2 separate regions of the Mus musculus genome follow, and region 2 is linked to region 1. Evidence: chromatin contacts called from public ChIA-PET data. All regions are on one chromosome and are shown on one strand. Each heading gives the region's core, a stretch centred on a gene start, on an enhancer-like site or on the middle of the called end of the contact. The rest is flanking DNA. Distances are from core to core; before and after follow the strand shown.

Region 1 (4,579 bases), core at 1,976-4,475:
TTCTCTTTCTGGTAACTAAGGGGGAAAAAAATCACTTATTCATATACAATTCATGTTCCCTCCCTGCCCTTTCTCTCCTGCTAGGAAATGTCTGGTTTCCTTGGGTTTTAGACACGGGATCCTACTCATATCTCATCCTCCTGGAAGGCTTCCTCCTCAGTGTGATTTGTGATGTCCTGCATCTTCATGGTGGATATGTTCTTGGGATATAGATCAAGACAACTAATAGTTTCTCACGTCAATAGCTCAGCCCAGAAGAGACTTGAGAGTTAACACAACACAGGGAAGCAGCTTGGGCAGCCAGGGAGACAGAGAAAGATAAAGAATTCCCATAGACCCCAAACCTAGCAGCTCTTTCATTTTCCCTGTGAGATTTTTTTACACATGTAGATTCCTAGGCCAACTGAGTCAGAATCTAGCCGGGAGCAGCGTGGAAGTTTGCATACCCTGAAGCTCTCTGGATGACACCATGGCCAGCCTGGTTTGGAAACCACTTGCTCAGGGCCACAGGGAAGAAATGCAAGGCCAGGAGGGTCAGGGAAGCCTCAGATACTGGGCATGACCACTTACGTGACTTCCTAGTTCTCATGCAGCAAGTGAGCTTCCCTGGTCTCGCTTCATAATGTAAGCCCCACATGGGGCGCCACATGCAGTTTGTGGGAGCAGAGTTAATTTTCAAAATCGATTCTCTCCTCAGACCCTGAAACCAGTCCAGGTTTCAGAGACCTGGCTAATGGAGACCATGCTTGCTCCTCCAACTGAACCAGCCCAAAGCAATCCAACCACGATTACAAAACCCAGGGTACCTGAGGCTGAGTGAGTCCTTAGAGACACTCCAGCTCATTCGGTTTTGAACTGTATTCCTAGGCAGCCTAGGCCACATGACCTCTCATGGAGAGCAGAGAGTGGAGGCTCAGTAGAAAGGCTGCTGTAAAAGACAAGCTTTTTTCCTCCTGCTTCCAGACTCCCAGAATAATGACTGAGGCTCGAAATACATTTACAAACACCTTACCCATAATTTTTTGGCATATAATCTGACTAGCTCATAAATTAATACTCCATTTACTCTGACTGAAGTTCTGCAGGTTACCTCCACTCAGGTGCCATTAGTCCTCCTTCGGTTCCAAGAGCCAAATCCTCTCGCGCCTGGCCCTATCCCAGAATCCTTTCTGCCTACCAGACGTTCCGCCTTCTATTCTATCCTTTCCTATAGGCCATAGGGTTTTTTTGATTTTTGCTTTTTGTTTTTTTTTTTATTGACAAGTGATGCATCCACACAACACACAAGATAGTCTCTCCACAGACTGCTGGCCTCCTCTGCTTCTGTTTCCACCACTTTATAGCTGTTGCTATAGTGATTAGCTGTCGATCCATTTCCCAGATGCTGCCATTGCTAACCCAACCCAGGGCCTGGCTACTTTCCATCCAGTGTCCAGCATGGTGGCTTTCAGACCTGAGGCCAGTCACGGCTCTCTCCTGTTCAAGACCGTACATTGGGTTTCCATTGCCCACAAATGGCAATCCAAGGTCGTCACTGTGGCCTGTGTATCCCTTTGTGTTCCCTCCCGGCCGCTTTGTCTTCCATCATGCAGGTCACTTGCAGACTCACCCGTACCAAGCAGCTTCCTACCCACCTCCCGGCTCTTCCTCTTCCTTCTGTCTGAAGTACCTGCCTCATATTAGGCAAGTGTTCTATCTCTGAGCAAAGTTACTCAGGCTGATCTCGAACTTACTCTATACTCAAGACAGGCAAGCTTTGGACTTGCAATCCTCTTGGCTTAGCTTTTTTGTTGTTGTTGTTTTTTCGAGACAGGGTTTCTCTGTGTAGCCCTAGCTGTCCTGGAACTCACTTTGTAGACCAGGCTGGCCTCAAACTCCTGCCTGCTTCTGCCTCCCGAGTGCTGGGATTAGAGGTGTGCACCATCACACCAGGCTGGCTCAGCTTTTCAAGTAGCTGAGATTATAAACACACCACACACACCAGGCACAGCTGTTGTTTTTCTTATTGCCTTTTAGACAAAGAATCCACCGAAGGCTCACAGACCTTTCTAAAGCAGGCAGTGAGAGTTGGTGAAACAAAACCCCTAAGCCAAACACATCTCACAACTCACTGCCCATGAAGTTGTCCATTGTACTAAAATAAAGTTTTATTGAAACACAGCCACACTAGTCTGTTTCTATATTGTCAGGTCATTCACTCTCTGGCCCTTTATAGAAAATGTTTGCCAAGCCCTGCTCCGAGTAATAATGTGACTAACTCAAAGTATTACTGTTTAGAGGTGTTTCCCATTCGTGCTGGGTAGTTTTATGCCAACTTGACACGAACTAGTTATCAGAGGGCATGGAGCCGCAATTGAGACAACGTCTTTATAAGATTGGGCTGTAGCCAAGCATGTAGGGCGTTGTCTTAGCTATTGATCAATGGGAGAAGGCTCAGCCCATTGTGGGTGGTGTCATTCCTGGCCTGGTGGTCCTGGGTTCCACAAGAAAGCAGGCTGAGCAAGCCATGGGGAGCAAGCCAGTGAGCAGCACTGCCTCTGTATCAGCTCCGGCCTCCAGGCTCCTGCCCTGTCTGAGGTGCTATACTGAATTCTTCAGTGATGAATGGTGATGTGGAGGTGTAAGCCAAATAAACCCTTTCCTCCCCAGCTTGCTTTTGGTTATGGAGTTTCATCATAGCAATAGTAACCCTGACTAAGACACCAATCAACTCCATTTTTACTGGAAGTCATTTTGAGATTAGTACCAACTGTTCTACAGATGAAGAAACTGAGGCCCAGAAAGGAGATGGCTCGCCCAAGGTGACACAGACAGCAAGAGGCAAAACCGGAAACCAAACCCAGCCACCAGCGCTCCGAAGAGGGCTGAACAACTGAACAACTGCAGCTGTTGCTGGAGCCTGAATGTGCTTCTCATCTGCCCAGCCGCAGAGTGGCAGCAGCTGGCGGTGTTGACTGTGAGAAGACAGGGGCCGGGAAGCAACTGTACATGATGTAGATACTCAGGAGTAATCTCAAAGAGCAGACAATGTCACCAGGAGCTTTCTGTGCATAGGAAAGGCGGCTAGCTCACAGAAGTCTGCCCACCACAAGCCATGTGTGGCTTCTGTAAATCTCTAACAGTTAATCACATGACTGCTCAAGCCGCGGCAGTCTTCCCACCCAGGCTTGGACAGACCTTTCTCAGCTTGCCAAGGAGCTGCTCAAGAACCTGAACGGCTGTCACATCACTTGTGTGAGAGAGCCCTCTAGTGTCCATTTCTGGTATTGCCTCCCTTGCCATGGGCTCTGTAGACAACAGGGACACTGTTTTTCTAGGTCTTTTGACTTTAAGGAACTCATCTAGTACAGTAGACTTAAAAGGTGTTGCTCTCTTCAGAGCTCCCTGAAGAGGCTGTTATGCAAAGCCTAACTACACTACCATTGGGCATTGCCTGTTTGCAGGTTTTCCCTTCAGTTCTGACTCCGTGGCCTTTCATAGGCTCTGGAGTTCAGTCTGCAGACAGATTTGACCTTCCACAACAACTTGACATATGGGAAGCTGTCTCAGTTGCCTCCAGCTAAGCTCTGTTTCCGGAAGTATTTTGTGTTGTCAGTTTGGGGTGGTTAATTTTTATGGAGATCGAAAAATATATTTTTATTGCCTTTTATATATTTATTTTGTGTTGGGGGCTATGCATGTTTGCTACCATGCTTGTGTGGAGGACAGAGGACAACCTGAAGCAGTCAGTCCCAGGGATCAACTTCAGGCTTGGTGCCAAGTGCCTTTAACTTGCTGATACACCTTACTGTCCTCAATTCTGCAGAGGGTGATGTTTGAGATAGGGTCTTGCTAGGTGCCTTCGACTGGTTTCAAACTCCCTATCTTCCTGCCTCTACGTCTTTGTACTGGGATAACTGGTGTGACCCACCACCACCCAAGCTGCCATGCTACACTATTTTAATTGTTTATCAACGTTGTATACACTGGGATTGTCAGCGTGGCTGAAAGCAGCAGGTGACGCTTGTTTTGAGTCCCTGTGCTCAGCAGTAGTCAGAAGCGGTAGCCGAGGCCCAGGAGCTGCTGTCTCATCTGACAGGCAAGGACTCTGTAGGACCAATGTTCACAACTTCCTGTTGCTGATTGCCTCGCACTTAATCACAGAGAATCATCTGTATGAGAGCTACTGGCCTGGGGTTGGGGGGGGGGGGGCAGGTGCTGTGCTGAACCCCCATGTGCTGACACAGGCACCACGGTTCCCAATTTTCAGATGTGACTCAGAGTCCAAAGCTCTGAGCAGCTTGCCCATGGCCTAACATCAAGCATCAGATCAATGTGTCTAAGTGCTATGGCCAGGGAGGCCTGGATTTAACCCAGAAAGCAGCAGCAGTCGGACCACATCTCTCTCAATGCCCCAGGTCGCTCTGAATCCCAGCTCTGGACCTGAAAATCTCCCCTGTTGAAGAGCGGACTTGTGTCAGGTCGTGTGTGGCCGACTCAGAAAGGAGTTCCCAGTTACTAGGTTTCCCTTTCTGTCCATAACGAATTTGAAGGAAGGCAATGGCTTGTGGTAGACACACAGGCTCCCTTTGCTTTCTGT
Region 2 (5,014 bases), core at 1,436-3,935, 250 kb before region 1:
ATCTGCCCGGACAGTAGAATTCAGTGGTGCCACAAGCATGGATACATGGAAAATGCAAGCTGCCCATCTTTTGTGTTCCTCACCTCAGTGGTTGTACCTCAGTTAAATGGTTGTTGCACTGGAACATGTGGTTCTGTTAAAAGAGAAGAGCTGAGGACTCTATCAAAAAGGTTAAAGCCATCCTGGGAGAGACCTCAGAGGCCTTATAGGACACAAGACATGCACTCTGATGACTAATCTTGGCTGCCTGCTTGACCACACCTGGAATCACTAAAACCCAAGCTGCTGGAGACTCCTGTTTTCTGGATTAGCTTATTGGCTTACTTGAGGGAGAGGGGCCCACTGTAAATCTGGGCCAAACCTTCTAGTGGTAGCTCACACAAAAGGACATAGAGGAAGGAAGCTTTTGGTTGCCTGCTTGCCTTCACTCTCCCGTATCTCAGAACTACCTTTTTCAGGATTCCAACATAGAAGACTAGCAGCTCTCCACGACTCCAGAGCCAGATTTGGACTCCTGAGACATCCAGCCTCCAGGACTGAACAACTACCATATTCTTTGCCTTTCAGTCAGGAGATAGCCACTGTTGGACTAGCCAGCAAACCACTCTAATAAATCTCGTGTGTGTGTGATGCTAACCCACAATATGGCGAAAACATTAGAAAAAAATCTATACACACACACACACACACACACACACACACACACACAGGGCTCAGCCATTGAATTTCTAACACTGTTACTGCTTCTTTTTCCAAGTCCCATTACAAATGCACAAAGCTGTTCAGGGTGGAAACCACAATTAACTCTTCATTGAAAATGTTCCCTGTGCATTTGCTGCTGGAGGAGGTATAGATATTTGGGGTTTGGGGCAAGTAAAGCCCAGCTGCCTGAGAGCCCATTTTCCTGCTGAAAAGCCCTTTTCTCTGGGAATGCCTCCTCCAGCTCAGATTAACAGCACTGGAAAATCACAAACGTGAGCAGGAACCAAGGGCAAACCATTGTCACATGACTAGCCAGTCATGGGGCCAGAACCCAAGGCCTGAGGATACAGGGTTCTCCTTCTTTTGATTTCTGCAACATGTCAGGTGACCCTCCTCGAGGCAATCTCAGAGGGTCATAGTGCCTCTCCCAGAGCTCAGGCAACCATGAACTTGCCTGAAACTTTTCCTGCATTCATTTTATGGTCACACTCAACTCCCTCTTGCGTATCTCATTCTCACTGAGAACAAAACATCATCTCCCTTCATTGAATCTAAATGTCCTCATGTTCTGAATGTCGCCGGGCCCTTGCTAGACCTAGTGCACAGGGCTTGCTGCTCCCTTTGCTGTAGCTGTCCCTTGGGAGCCTGGAGTCTCTCTCTCTCTCTCTCTCTCTCTCTCTCTCTCTCTCTCTCTCTCTCTCTCTCTCTCTCTCTCTCCCTCTCCCTCCCTCCCTCCCTCCCCCCCCCTCTCTCTCAGTGGCCCCTCTAATCCTTCGGCTTTCCAGACTGACGGAGATCTATGATGTCTGGAAGCAGGCCTGAGCCGATAAATATTGATGATGATTATGGAGCTGAATCATGAGAAAAGTTGCCTTTAAGTGGGATTTAAATTCTTGTCTTGAGTCTGAGATGTGGAATAAATCATTGTAAGCACAGTGTTGAGTGGAATAGATGAGTATGTTCCCTCCCCTTCCCCACCCTTCATACAGGGGTCGCCCAAGTTCTCTCCCACTTGTCCCTGTTCCCCTCTGGGTGCATGGTGTTTGTGTGCATGGTGGTGACATGGTGGTGGCATGGTGGCACTTTGCCCAGCCTGTTTGAGGATACTTGCTTGTTTAGAGACACTCATTCTCCTTTTAGGAGAAGCAGGATGGTTAATCTTCATTGTCAACTTGACAGGATTTAGAATCACCATGGAAACACATCTCCAAGTCTATGAACATGCTCCCAGAAAGAGGTAACAGAGAGGATGGCACCATCCTGTGGGGGTGGGGTCCCTAAAAAGGGAAAGGGAACTGAGTAGCAGCACCCCACCTCTCTCTGTGTCTTGCCTGCAGATGCTGTGTGAGCAACTGCCTTCTTCTGCATGCCTTCCTCACCATGATGGGCTGTGACCCTTCAAACTGTGAACCCCAATAAGCCCTTCTCCCCTTACAGTGCTTTTTTTGGGTGATGATTGGTCTTAGTATCAAGAAAAGTAACATATACAAAGGTGGAAGGAGAGAAGGAAGAGGTGTGGGGTGGGGGTTACCCCAATGTGCCAGGCACTGCCTAGCTTGCAATGGAGTCATTTCTCTTATTCTTTCAAAGAACCGGGGACTTTTTATACCAGTGAGGAAGCTGAGGCTCACAGAGATGGGTAACCTCGCCAGAATACGAGGATCAGCAATCTGGTCCCTTCCACTCTATAGGAGTGATTCCTTCCTCTGCCCATGGCAGTAGAGCTGTCTTGTAACTGCCTTGCCCCATGTTCCCTAGCTCCACAAGGAACCACCTCAGCCTCTGGCATTCCTCTCAGCCTCGGTGTTCCACCGCTCCCCTACTCTTCTTTCCCAGCAGGAATAAGACAGACAGGATGGCAGCAGTGACTCACAACTAGAAGAATAAAGTCTTAAATGGGGACAACCTAAGCTGGTATGAGCGTGACACTCTGACAAAGGAAGAATGTCCCCTGAGTTTTTGAAGGGCGTTGCTACCCACTGCTGTTAGAAAAAGGCTGCGGCACAGTAGGTGGGTGGGGCAGGAAGGAGAGCAAGGGTGGAGACCTTGGCACTCTCTCGGTTAGATCAAGGAACAAAGGGGATTAGAGGCTTGTCTGTGGTTATCCTTGGCCTGTTGGCAATGTTGACCAAACCCTGTGCTTTTTGCTCTCTATTTGCCCACCAGGTGATCCAGGCCTTTACATGTGACAAACATTTCTCCATCACTGCATCCTGAGCCACCCACCCAGATCCTAAATGGATAACCTGTGATGTGCATGAGGAAGCCAAGCACACAGCTTTGTGAATCAGTTGCATTCTCTCCAGGGTGGGCTCTTTGTCCCCAGTGGACTCTGACTTCCACAAAGACATGTGTCAGCCTGGTTCATCTTGCTTCTCCCTCAGGGTCTCCCTACTTCATGGCATGACCTGTAGACGAGAGAAGACACTGCGATGAGCACACCACTTGGGTGTTGTCAAACCAACCAGATAATGCCACCACGAAATCAGTGACTCCTTTCTCCTCTCCTCACTTCTGTGCATCAGTCTTCTGACAAGCCAATTAAATCAAGACTGTGGGATGATACCCTAACCAATGGTGAAACGACACAGCCACCACCTGACTTAAAATAAAAGACAAATGCAGTTCCTCTGTGTGTGTGTGTTCTGTCTTTCCCAGCAAACCCTCTTGGTCAAGACAGTAAGTTTGCCATGTCCAGACTTTAGTTGGAATAGTAGTCTCCTTCTTTGTGACCTCAAACTTATTGCTAAATAAAAAAATAGATTTATTTTATTTTTTAATTGTGTGTATATATGTGTGTGTACACATATGAGAGAGCATATTCATGCAGGTGTCTATGAGAATAGATGTGTCAGATCCCCATGTGGCTGAAGTTATAGGTGGTTGTAAGCCACCTGGTGTAGAAGTAGGAAACAGAACTTGTTGACCTTGACCCATATGACACATTTGGAGAGGTCTTGCAGGGGGTGAGTAAAGTTACATGTGGCCAGCATGGTATGGCTCTATCATACTGGTCGGAGGGTCTTCTAATAGTGGACAGAAAGTTGGCTTCCTCCCTTTCTGTCTGTAAGGATATGGAGATCGCCAGGAAAAGAGCCCAGCCAGGAAATGGATTTGCCTGCACCTTGATCTTACATTTCCCAGGCTTGAGAAATGTGAGAATAAATGCCTGGTGTTGAAGCCACTCAGTGTGTGGTCTAGCTAGCTTTATGCATCTACAGGTTCTAGTTAGTAAGTATATATTTACTGTATGTATGATATATATATATATATATATATATATATATATATATATATGCGTGTGTGTTATGTATGTATGTTTGTGTGTATATATATGCTATGTCTTGACACATACCAGAAGAGGGCATCAGATCCCATTACAAATGGTTGTGAGCCACCATATGGTTGCTGGAAATTAAACTTAGGACCTCTAGAAGAGCAGTCAGTGCTCTTAAACACTGAGCCACCTTGTCAGCCCTCTAGTTGGTAAATTTAACCAACTCCAAATCAAGAATATTTGGGGGAAGTTTTTCATATATATTGAACATATATATGTGTGTGTGTGTGTGTGTGTGTGTGTGTGTGTGTGTAAACATTTCTTTTATCAAAGTTCCCTAAATGTAGCATGAAACAACTATTTGCACAGCATTTGCATTATTTTAGGTATTAGAAATAATCTAGAAAATGTTTAAATTATACAGGCATGTGTGGGATATATATATATATATCATGCTGACTGTTTTACATTTATTTACTTTTATTTTTATGTGTAAGCGCATTTTGTTTCATGAATGTATTTTCATCACACATGCGCAGTGCCTAGAAGGTGAGAAGAGGCCTTTGGATGCTCTGGAACTGGATATACATGTATATACATACATACAGTAAATATATACAGTTGTTAGCTGCTGGCTGGGTGCTGGGAACCTGGGTCCTCTGGAAGAATCAATCAGTCCTCACCACCCCTGAGCCATCTCTCTAGCCTAATACTGAGGTTTTAAAAAATAGATTTATTTTATTTTGTGTGTGTGTGTGTGTGTGTGTGTGTGTGTGTGTGTGTGTGTGTGTATGTGTGTGTGCTTATGAGAGAGCATATGTGTGCAGGTGCCCATGAGAATAGAGGTATTAGATTCCCCTGGAGTTATAGGTGGTTGTGAGCTGCCTGGTGTAGAAGCAGGAAACAGAACTTGGGTCCTCTGCAAGAACAACACAGACAGTTTTAACCACTGAGCCAGCAGCACTACAACCCTTCGCTGTTTGCGCTAAGGGACTTGGTAACCACGATACCCAAGGAGGGCCCTGAAACCAACAC

What was found. ChIA-PET counts read pairs in DNA pulled down with a chosen protein or histone mark.
Region 2: an RNA polymerase II ChIA-PET map of memory CD8 T cells shows a contact between it and region 1, with 10 read pairs. The contact joins two enhancer-like sites. A contact is called at or near these places in 4 of 484 Hi-C or Micro-C datasets (the G1E-ER4 cell line, the HL-1 cell line, bone marrow-derived macrophages and 1 more), 4 of 115 datasets of contacts at active chromatin or transcription factors (double positive thymocytes, memory CD8 T cells, pancreatic cancer cells and 1 more) and 1 of 9 other capture datasets (embryonic stem cells).

Annotation. Positions count from the first base shown.
Region 1 is chr3:101,492,692-101,497,270 of GRCm38.p6, reverse strand. No RefSeq gene overlaps it. Among named protein-coding and RNA genes, the nearest start is that of Gm40109, 13 kb to the left of the region's middle. Within about 2 kb of position 3,225, at least 63 of the 459 cell types and tissues checked have an H3K27ac peak or open chromatin away from gene starts, as enhancers often do. A contact at or near this core is called in memory CD8 T cells, where this site is marked.
Region 2 is chr3:101,746,097-101,751,110 of GRCm38.p6, reverse strand. No RefSeq gene overlaps it. Among named protein-coding and RNA genes, the nearest start is that of Gm33309, 11 kb to the right of the region's middle. Within about 2 kb of position 2,685, at least 29 of the 459 cell types and tissues checked have an H3K27ac peak or open chromatin away from gene starts, as enhancers often do. A contact at or near this core is called in memory CD8 T cells, where this site is marked.